Linked DNA regions of Xenopus laevis: region 2 is linked to region 1. Evidence: chromatin contacts called from public Hi-C data. All regions are on one chromosome and are shown on one strand. Each heading gives the region's core, a stretch centred on a gene start, on an enhancer-like site or on the middle of the called end of the contact. The rest is flanking DNA. Distances are from core to core; before and after follow the strand shown.

What was found. Hi-C and Micro-C count contacts between places; a contact is called where the count stands out from the background.
Region 2: a contact with region 1 is called in a Hi-C map of the XTC cell line, with 3 times the contacts expected there. The contact joins two enhancer-like sites. A contact is called at or near these places in 2 of 4 Hi-C or Micro-C datasets (the XL177 cell line and the XTC cell line).

What each region holds. Positions count from the first base shown.
Region 1 is chr7L:98,098,404-98,103,870 of Xenopus_laevis_v10.1, forward strand. No RefSeq gene overlaps it. Among protein-coding and RNA genes, the nearest start is that of wnt4.L, 76 kb to the right of the region's middle. Within about 2 kb of position 1,813, at least 1 of the 7 cell types and tissues checked has an H3K27ac peak or open chromatin away from gene starts, as enhancers often do.
Region 2 is chr7L:98,290,104-98,295,295 of Xenopus_laevis_v10.1, forward strand. No RefSeq gene overlaps it. Among protein-coding and RNA genes, the nearest start is that of cdc42.L, 63 kb to the right of the region's middle. Within about 2 kb of position 3,593, at least 1 of the 7 cell types and tissues checked has an H3K27ac peak or open chromatin away from gene starts, as enhancers often do.

The DNA.
Region 1 (5,467 bases), core at 563-3,062:
ACGCGGGCAAATATGAGAGGAAAGCAGCACACTAAAATGGGAATGGGAGAGAAGGGAATACCAAGAGAAAATGAAAAATAGGGGTATTGCAATATCCTGGGACACATGTGGGCTCACAACAGAGAGAACAGAGGTGGGATCTGATGTACTGTCAATCTGTAAGTGCTGCCACATGCTCATTTCTGCTTAAGGTGGCCATAGATGCACAGATAATATCGTACGGAAAAATTTTCGTATGATATTCGATGCGTGTATGGTGGGAAAAGAGCCTACTTGGACTTGGTCGGTTCATTGATTGGGCTGGACGGAAAATTTTAATTGTGCATCTTTGAAGGCACCCAAACATTGACCATTGTTTTAAGTGCTGAATCGTCAGATACAGGTAGAATTCTATTGTTTCTACCTGTATATCTGACGATTGAGCTCTACACGTGTGTATTGAAACAAACTATCTGTCTTGGAAAGATCTTTTCCAAGAAAGATCGTAATTGTTAAGTCTATGGCCACCTTTAGACAGGACGTATCTGTGCAGAGTCAGGTAAAATTAGTGTTTTTAAAAGATTTAATTGTAAGCCTCTGGGTTGTAATATTGTTATACTTTCCTTTGGACATATCTTTCTGTGGCAACATAATGCAAGCAATATTATTATAGGCTCAATTCCAGCGTTTCTTTTGTAGCGTTAACGCATGAAGCTAGGCGCCATTTTCTTGAGAGGTATGGTATTCCATTACTCAAACAATTTCAGTACCTTAAATAGTAAAAACGTAGAAATACAGTATTTTATGCTGTAGTGCCACCTTCAGGGAACTCTTTGCGGTCAATGAACTGTACTGCTTTTATACGAGCACAAGGTCAGAAGATTTTATGTAAACTCCCAAAGCCTTTTCACGATATAGTAGGATGATTTACCCCTGTTATCCTTACATTATTTTTTATTAAATACAGTAACACATATTTTATGTTTATGTTTTTTTTGCAAGGCTTGGCAGCAGCTGAATGCTATGGATTCAATGCATGGGCAAAGTGGTCGCACAATGGAGTCCTGATTTCAATTCCATCCAGTGAAGAATTTGCATGGAGTTTGTATGGTCTCCCTGTTTCTGCACTGGTTTCCCCCCCACACTCCAAAAACATGCAGAAATGTTAACTGGCTCCTAGTAAAACTGACTGGACTGATTGAAATGATGTATAATAACATAAAATACTGCTAAATAATGTGTTGGCTCCAAATAAATAGAGTGTAACAGTAATTCAAATACACAGTGTGTTCCTGGTTTCACAGCATCTTCACTATGACACTTCTTGCATGGCCAGGCACTGTACCAATTTCATCAAATGTCTGCCCTGAATCTATGGTAGATATTTGGCACCAGGCACTTGTTGTACATATATTCTAACAAAGACACTAAATTCTGTCCAAACTGATGACAATTTTTGCACATAGGAGACTGGAATCATAAGAAAACCCAACAAACATGCCTCCACAGAAGAAGCTTATAAACTACAGATGCCTGAATCAGTATAATTGGCATGGGAATGCCACTGAGTATAAGCGTGGCTAATGTAGGTATGGGATACTTTGATGTTAAGTTGATTTTATATAAGAGCAAGTAAACCGATTTACCAAAAGATCAGCAGCCAAGGCAGAGAGAGGGACATCATTGTGTGCTAATTTAGTTGTAATGCATAGCAGTTCATTTAAATGCACAAGTCTTGCAGAGAAAGTCCCAGGCCTCAGTTTCAGACTCTTACAGCAGATATAAGCGGGAACCCAGGGGTTGCACATGATTCAATAGAACCTGCTCAATACAATGTGATGGATGTCCCTCAGTAATCTGGATGCTGGCAGCATGATTGTTGTTTTTGTTTTCCAGACAAATGCTTCTGCGAGCCACATAATGTTTAGGACAATAGGCACCACTGAGCAAGTGAAGCAGATGGATACATTGGCGCAAAACTGCTGCAGTTTGCTATGCTTTTTTCTTTAAGAATGGTAATGTTACAGTTTAGTAAATGCTTTCAATTCCCATTCGTTCCAAATCTTTTTAGATTTGATTTAAATCTTTTAAGCCAGATGCTACAGTACATGATAGAAAGGGATGCACTGCTAGAAATTATAGTTGGACTTTTAGTTCTGCCTACATAATATTCTGAAAGCATGGATCCATTTTAGAATGTATACTATATACACATACTAATAAACCAAATCTCCAGACCCTAGATGGCTCCTGTTTCATACCATGTTTTACATGAACACATACAGTGGAATCCTTTGCCTCGTGATATAGGTGCAGATCCAGTATCCAGTCAAATGAAATTGACTCCTCTCGCTATATGTATAACAAAATGGGAATAGGGGCCAGGATAAAACTTAAGTTAAATCAGTTTTTAAAACACTTTTCCTGATGTCCCTATACAGAATTTACTTTAGAACTGCAGTTTTATTTGTTAAAACGTTCCTTTTTAGGACCCCTTGATTTCCTGTAGAATGAACTTAATCAGCCTCGTGAATTCTGTGAAGAATTACATTTCAGGGTTCAAAGACCCCTGGTCTCTTGCCTGGCAGATAAAGGAATGGTCAGTAAAGGAGGATAGGCTTGATAAGATAATAAAAACTGTAGAGAAGAGGAGGAGGAAATAGATCTGTAGACTAAAGCCCAGCATGAGATCTGCATCTTTTCTCTTCAGTAACCTTTTCCCAGTTAATTATTGCAGGTCTCAGCCTGCAGTTCCAACCCGGTGCTCCTCAAGAAATGGCAATTAATTTAAGACTAATAGGATTTTCAATTCCAAACAATTCAGAGAGATTTTATGGGGGAATGTGAATACACTTAAGAGACAGCCAGCTGTGGGTGGGTAGACAGTTACGGATTTGGCAGCGTGGATAAAGGAGTTAAGAATAAAGGGAGGCTACTGATCTTAAATCCCTTTTAGTGCATCGCGATTGTTGTTAAAGACTCAATTTCCACTTCTTCAAAAGCCACCAAAGTGTTTCAGAAAAGGTGATCATACTCTTTAAAGATAGAGCTATAAACGATAGATTAATAGGCTGCAAAATGTACAGTCAGACTGTATTTAACAAATTGCTACAAGGACAAAAAAAACTGCTTTATATTTATCTAGCTGACATCTGGCCTCAAACAATACATTAATTTTTCTGCCTGGATTCCACTGCAATTATATTAATTATGCAGCAACACTAATTTACTTTCTATTAACCTACTCCTGAGAATATTTGACAACATGTATTGTGATTTTTTACAGCTTAATTACATAAAGTAAAACTGTTACCATTTTCTTTTAGCTGTTTAAAATGTCCTAGACAAATATCATTTATTATAAAACCAATAAAGCATTAACTCTCAATTACAATGGATATAACTATAGAGGTATAGTCAAGATGTATATTATAAATGAATAGTATCAGCTTCATAAATGTTCATAAAACACTTTTCATTCCTTCGAAGAATTTATCAGCAGGGAAATTAATCTAACTGTTTTGACACTTTGGGGCGTTTGTTTTAATTTATAAAGTTTCATGCTTTGTACTTGTCTGTGTGTTGAAGCCAAATCAATAGTTTAGTCATTCTAGAATGTATCACTGCTTTGGGTTTCTTGCGGCTAATAGTTGTTATTAAATGAAATTTCTTTTTTTTTTTCAGCATAAATCGGTTGTCTAGGGCAATTTTAAGGTCAAACAATAATTGAAAGTTCTATTTAGCATACCTAAGCTGAACACATATACATTTCCTCCATAGGGAGCCACTACAACATCAGGGTTAATGTGTGCTGACTTCTTGTTGTCCCATGGGTAACATAAAGGGATTATTACTAAGAACTCTAACTCTTACTCAGGATAAAAACTGCCTGCTGTTCCCCCTTTTTACATACTATTTTTCCCCTCAACAATTTGGAATTCACAGAGCCTAGTTAAATTGTTAAAATCCATTGCAAAGGTGGCAACATCGCCAATGAGGCAGAAGAATTAGTCGGAAAAATATAAATCTGCACCTGTAGATTAACCAAATAATTGATTTCTTTCATCTAATGAGCCATTCAGAAGTTATTCCTGTTATTTTACTGAGCATTTATTTTTATCCCTTTATAGCCATAATTACAGCAAAGGTTTTGGAGAAGGATTTGGCAAGTTTTTTTTGTAATTTTTTTACAACTGATATACTGTATATACATTTTAAATAAATAAATATATATATATATATATATATATATATATATATATATATATATACAGTTTATATATATATATATATATATTTTAAAATGGAGTTGACAATTAAGAAGTAATGACTTCAAACTGAATCCAGCAGGAAACCTTATAAGCTAGTTAATGACATTAGTCTAAAAGTGAAACTCACAGGAAGGTGAACAAAAAATAGAGTTAGGTGGTGGTTTTTTCTGGGTTCTGGACTTAGCCTAGAGAAATTGTGGTTTATAGGTCACATATAGGGGCAGATTTATCAAGGGTTGAATTTCAAATTTGAAAAACTTTGAAATTTGAATTCAAAAAGACCAACCGAAATTTATTTAAAAAAAATAGTAGTTTTTTTTTGCAGGTGAATAGTCCGTATTCGTTCGATTACGTCCGAATTTCCAAAAAAAACCTTTGATTTTTCAAAGTCCACCAATTGACTCCAAATGGGTTCTAGGAGCTACCCCATAAGCTAAAACAGCAATTCGGCAGGTTTTAGATGGCGAATGGTCAAAGTTGAATTTTTAAAAAGACAGAACATGATAAATTTTGATATTCGGGTTTTCAATTTATTTCAAATTCAAATCTAATTTGTACTATTCCCTAGTCGAAGTACACAAACATTAGCTCAAAATTCCAATTTTCACTTTGACCTTTGATAAATCTGACCCATACTGTAGTTTCTAAAATATTTCACATTGTATAGCAAGACGCTTATGCAATATAAGGAAAGGCTTCATTCCTGGTGTTCACTTGCAAAGGATGAGCGAATAGCTTATCTCCAGGACTTTTAAGCTACAGCCCTGCAGCCAAGAGAAAGGGCCTGAATAGTAGAACTAGTATCCTTTATAGGACTGAGGTGTAAGTTGAGAAGCACTGAAGTTATTGCAATAAACTTATGCAACATGTCCAGCTTGAGTATTTTTGAAAAGTAAGTCGCTAATTTTCACTACACTATACAGCAAGCCAAACCTCCCCCCCATCTTCCATAGGTTGACTCTCTGACGGCTCTGTAATAGAGACATCTAATGTTTCCAGATAACTCTCCCTGCAGAGTAGATAGAAGTGGCAGCTAAGTAGCAGATGAGATTCAATACCAATAAATTTAAGGTTATGCACTTGAGATTTAAAAATATGCAGGCTAATAATATTCTTAATGGGATAGTCAATCCTTAATGGAGAAGGATCTGGGACCTAGTGGATAATATAATTAACTTTAGCAAGCAATGCCAGTCAGCAGCATAAAAGGTCAAAAT
Region 2 (5,192 bases), core at 2,343-4,842, 190 kb after region 1:
CTCAAAAACCACAAATAATAAAAAGTTAAAACGAATTGAAAATTGTCTCAGAATATCACTCTCTACATCATACTAAAAATTAATTTAAAGGCAGACAATCCATTTAACAATTAGTATAACTTAAGCAGTGGTATTCTAAGACATTTTCCTATTGGTAATTTAAGAGCTATCTGGTTACTAGACCCAAATAACCCTAGCAACCAGGCAGCAGTTGGAAAGACAGCATGCAGGATGAGTAGCAGAGAGCCTGAATATAAATATAAGCAATAAAAAAGAGAATGATGATAAAATTCAAACCTCACAGTCAATATGTATTTTGGTTGCCAGGGTCAGTATAGTATAGATAAGGGGACAAACATTGCAGTGAATACAAATAACTGTACAATCACAAAAATATATACTATTACAAAGATTTAAGTTGCTCACAGGAGAAAGGAGGTGCCTGCCCCTTAGAGCTTACAATCTAAGCGTTCCTTCCCATTTTAAAATTTCACTTATGGAATAACTCTGCCCCTCTGTTGCTGAAATATGACTGGCCGAGGAAGTAAAGGATTTTGTTTAAGCTCCAGCTTGCCTAACCCTGCTCTAGATTCTCTGTTTTACAATCACTCCATTTGCTGTGTTTACATATAAAAGCAACACAGTGACCGCATATTCTTTTTTTATTGCAGCACAAAAATAATGAGTTACTAACTGACAATTTCCACAAAAAAAGAAACATGCTGAGAAAACTGTGCCAACGTCTATGCAACTTATTTTGATTGAACACGTATTTCAAGGCAATTAACACTCTTCAGTCATTAAAAACATAAATGAATGCAGGTGCATTTCACTGCCTGGCAACTTCATCTGCCAAGTGCCAAGAAATGGTACTGAATGAAAGGAAGGCATCAGCTAGCTTGCTGTATTTTTTTTCCAGCAAAGCTCTGTTGTACACCAAACTACAATTTTACACCAGAATAGTAAAGGTATGGGACCTGTTATCCAGAATGTTGGGGACAAGAGGTCTTTCTGTAATTTGGATTTCCATACCTTAAATTTAAGTTTAAATAATGTAAGCATTAAATACAACCAACAGGATTATTGTGCATCCAAAAATGATTATATCTTAATTGAGATAAAGTACGAGTTTTTTTTAATTTATTTTTACAGAGAAAAAGGGAATCATTTTTAAAAAAAATTTAACTATTTGCTTAAAATGGATTCTATGGGAGCATCTGATTTATTAAGGGGACTCAGCAAGCATTGTTGCACCTCTGCATCTAATTTAATTGGAAAAGTTACCTTAATCTGGCCATATATTATAAGATTATTTGGCAAGGTTGACAAACAAGCAGGTCAATCACTAGTATGGCCACCTTGAGCTATGGGATTCATTATCCAGAAAGCTCAGAATTAAGGGAAGACCATCTCCCATATACTCCTAAATCGGCCACAACTGTATGTGATATATGTAAAAAAATAAATCAAAAAAAGGATATTGAAAAAAAATTAAATAGGATATTTAAATAGGATATAAAAATGGACTATGCTAACCTCCTTTAAATAAATGCACTTTTCTTTTAGCTATGACTTTAAATCAAAATATATATTTCATTTCAGTCAGTAGTATTATTGGATCAATTGCCCTTCCCTGAATTACAGATGCATGTAAACAAAATCATTCTATGATTCCATAACCTCCAGTCCAACCCTGTAATTTGCATTTCCCATAACAAAGTTGTTGCCATCTCTTACTGTCCATCCCTGATATAATGTACAGTATATGATGATATATATAACAAGCAGTGCATGGTTAGTGTCAGCGATATAGCCAAGCTCATTGACTGGAGGGGCTGCTCTGGGGCACAATGCTGGAGAGGGGATGATTTACTAAGCAAAGCAGCATTCCACTATCCCACCTGATTGTTTGCACAGCTGCCTGAGAGCAGGTCACATCATCCACCAAGTGTGACTTCTCCTAAAGCCCCAAATGCAGCTGTTATTTTTAACTTACATCATGTAAAATAACCTTCGAAAGGTAAACCTATTTTATTTCCTCATTCATAAGAGACCACTGATTGTAACTTCCTCCACCTCGCAAGGTCTTCCCGTCTATCTCATCTTTCCCCTAGCCCTCACCTCCTCTGGGACTGCAGCTTAATACAAGATACCTTTGTTAATGGTATTTTCTTCCATTTTTTTCAGCCTACAAACTCAGAACAGAGGTTCTCTTTTTAGCTGCTGATGAGTGGCCGCTAGTGTGCAAATGCTGGGCAGCTCCAAGCCTCCAGCCTTGCCTCTTAACCTGAAGAAGCATTTCGCTATTTGTGTTTTTTTTGGCAAGGTCTCCTTGGCACTTTGCAAACATAGAGGTGAGTGTGTGTATAGGTATGTAGTGAGAGCCAGCACATGCTGTTTGTCTTGGAGCTGGGGGATAGGGAATTAGTTCAGCTGAACTGCTAATTACCTTGCAAGTGCAGGTCTTCTAGAAATAGACTGCAGTCATGTTCTATAGGGGGTGGGGAGAGGGAAATGTTATCATTTGCTGCTTTAAGTTTTTCAGGACTACTGAGATACAGGGAACAGGTGCCATTCTCAGTGAAAGAGTTAAACAGGTGTGCGGTTTCACTCAGGAAATGTTCTGGCCACGGCAGTCCCCTGAAATAATGTCTCACTAGGCCACAAAGGTGAACATTGGAAGATTGGTCAAGATCTAACTGAGATGTTAATGAACTGCAACAGCCCCAACGTCTGTTAGCTGGGGGCAACCTGCAGATACACAAATTTGACACCCAACAACCTAGGCTGATGGGGTCCACTGGGAGGACACAAGGGGGAAATTCACAAAAGTGGTATCAACACTAATATTAGGCAAAATGTTTGTTTACACCATTAAATCATTACAGGTAAGAATGCACCTCTTTTTCCTGAATCCTAGGGAATGGATTCAGCTGAATACCGAACCAAATTCAAACCCTAATGCCTGCAGGCCCAGATTTGTGGAAAGGCCATCAAGGCTCGGGCCTAGGGCGGCAGGATTTTAGGGGGTAGGCATGCTGCCCAACCACATCCACATTGGTTTGGATGCTCTAGTGCTGCTCATGAGATACAATAGTTTTTTTAATATCCTGTGCACCAATCCCCAGTGTTCCCGACCTGATGATGAAAATTTGTGCATGTGCATGGATGAAGGGGAGGGGACAGGGGTGATGAACGGCAGCGGGCCTAGGGGTGCCCACTATGTAAATCCGGCCCTGCATGCCTGATGGAAATTGCTGGCAGAAATACATGTTGAGGGAGTGAAGAGCACACGCAATTTGTGTTTGGCCGAATCAGAAAGCGAATATCGGATTTGCTGTATCCCTAATAAAGGGTAGAACTCCATGGGCGATATTACGTGCGATAGCTTCCATTCCGACGTGCTGAGATGAATCGCAAGCATTACATCGGATGTGCAGAATCGAAGGTAAGTAATAGGAATGTCACACGTTGTCGCTGCGTGCAAGATGCGGTGTTTACATCCGACAGTCGTGTCGTGTTGAATGCACGCAGCGATAACGTCCGACATTCCCTTGGATTTTGCAAATCCGACGTGACGCCTGCAATTCATCTCCGCACGTCGGAATGGAAACTATCGCACTTAAAATCGCTCGTGGAGTTCTACCCTAAAAGCCAAATTTACAATTGTCTGAACTCCATAAAAAAAAAATTCACTCGACTCTGTTTTAACTCAGCAGACGAGCAGATTCGGGGAGATTTAGTCGCCTGGCGACTAATCGCCTTTTCTGCGCGGCGAAAATCTGAAGAATCGCCAGCGCTAATGCACTTGCGGCGCTTCGATTTCTGAAGTCGCCAAAAGTTGCCTCACGAGAAAGGCAGGCGACTGAATCACAGGCAACTAAATCTCCTGAATCTGTCGTCTGCCCCAACCCTAAAGGGGTGATTAGCCTTTAAGTCAATGTTTATTTTTAGTTTCCATAGTATTTTGAATGATTTGCCTCTTTCTTCTTGTGACTCTTTCCAGCTTTTATATTGGAGTCACTGACCCAAAAAAAAAACAATTGCTCTGTGAGGCTACACTTGTATTGTTATTGTTACACTTTATTATTTATCTTTCTATTCAGGCCTTTCCTATGAACCTTCCAGTCTCACACTCACACCACTGCTTGGTTGCTAGGGCAAAAATCCTAAATATTAAGAAAACAGGCATAAATTAAATAATAAGAAAACCTAAATAATAAGAAAACAGGCATAATAAAATGTGGAGCACAACTGTATAATGTGTCAGAATATCACTCTCTACATCATTTTTAAAGTTAAGTTAAATTTGAACAATCCCTTTATGGAGGCCATACACTGGCCGTAAAAGCTGCAGATGGACCCGTGTATAGGCCCTTACGGGCCAACTTGACCAAAATCTGCCAGAAGTCGATCAGGCCAGTTTGAAAATTGACAAGCTGATGCAGTTCTCATCCTGGCAGGCTTGTATGGCCGTCAAGGCGAGGCTCACCATACACATTAAAATCTACCTGTGCAGATCTCTCCCTGATATGATCACCTATGTGCAAGGCCAAATCAGGCTGCTCTGATTATTTGGCCTTGGAGTCTGGACTAATGATTGAACATAACTGTCTAAAGCAGCAGATCAGTGTATGGTCAGCTTTAGTTGTCTGATTTGTATGGAGAAATTTGGTGCTACAAATTCACTCACTAAAGTGGAGTTCTGGAATGACCATTTCACTGTGTACAAAATCGCCATATTTACAAATTGCAGAAAGGCTCTTGTAAATTTGATAACTCCACTCCAACAACATTTCTTTTTTAAATTGCTCGCAGGTTAGATAAATATGTTCATGTGAGAACCACAAGTTCCACTAGTTTTAAGGACCTGGAAGTACAATGTAAAAATCAGATAACTTTGGGGTTAGTGAGTGACTATTAAAATTAAACTTACCAGTGGAAAAAGGGAGCTCCAGATGACAGATGGGCAGATCGGTGACATTGATGGGCAGATCGATGACGGTGGTGGATGGATCAATAATGTCAGTAGGCAGAGGGATGATGCATTTGGGCGGAACAGTGAGGTAACCAGGTGTTGCTGATGGATTCTTCACAGATAGACAAAAAAAAAGGCATTAGGGTGGATCAGGGATTTAATGGGCAGACCAGCTACATTGTTGGTATATTTGTAATACTGGCCCTGGCCTTGG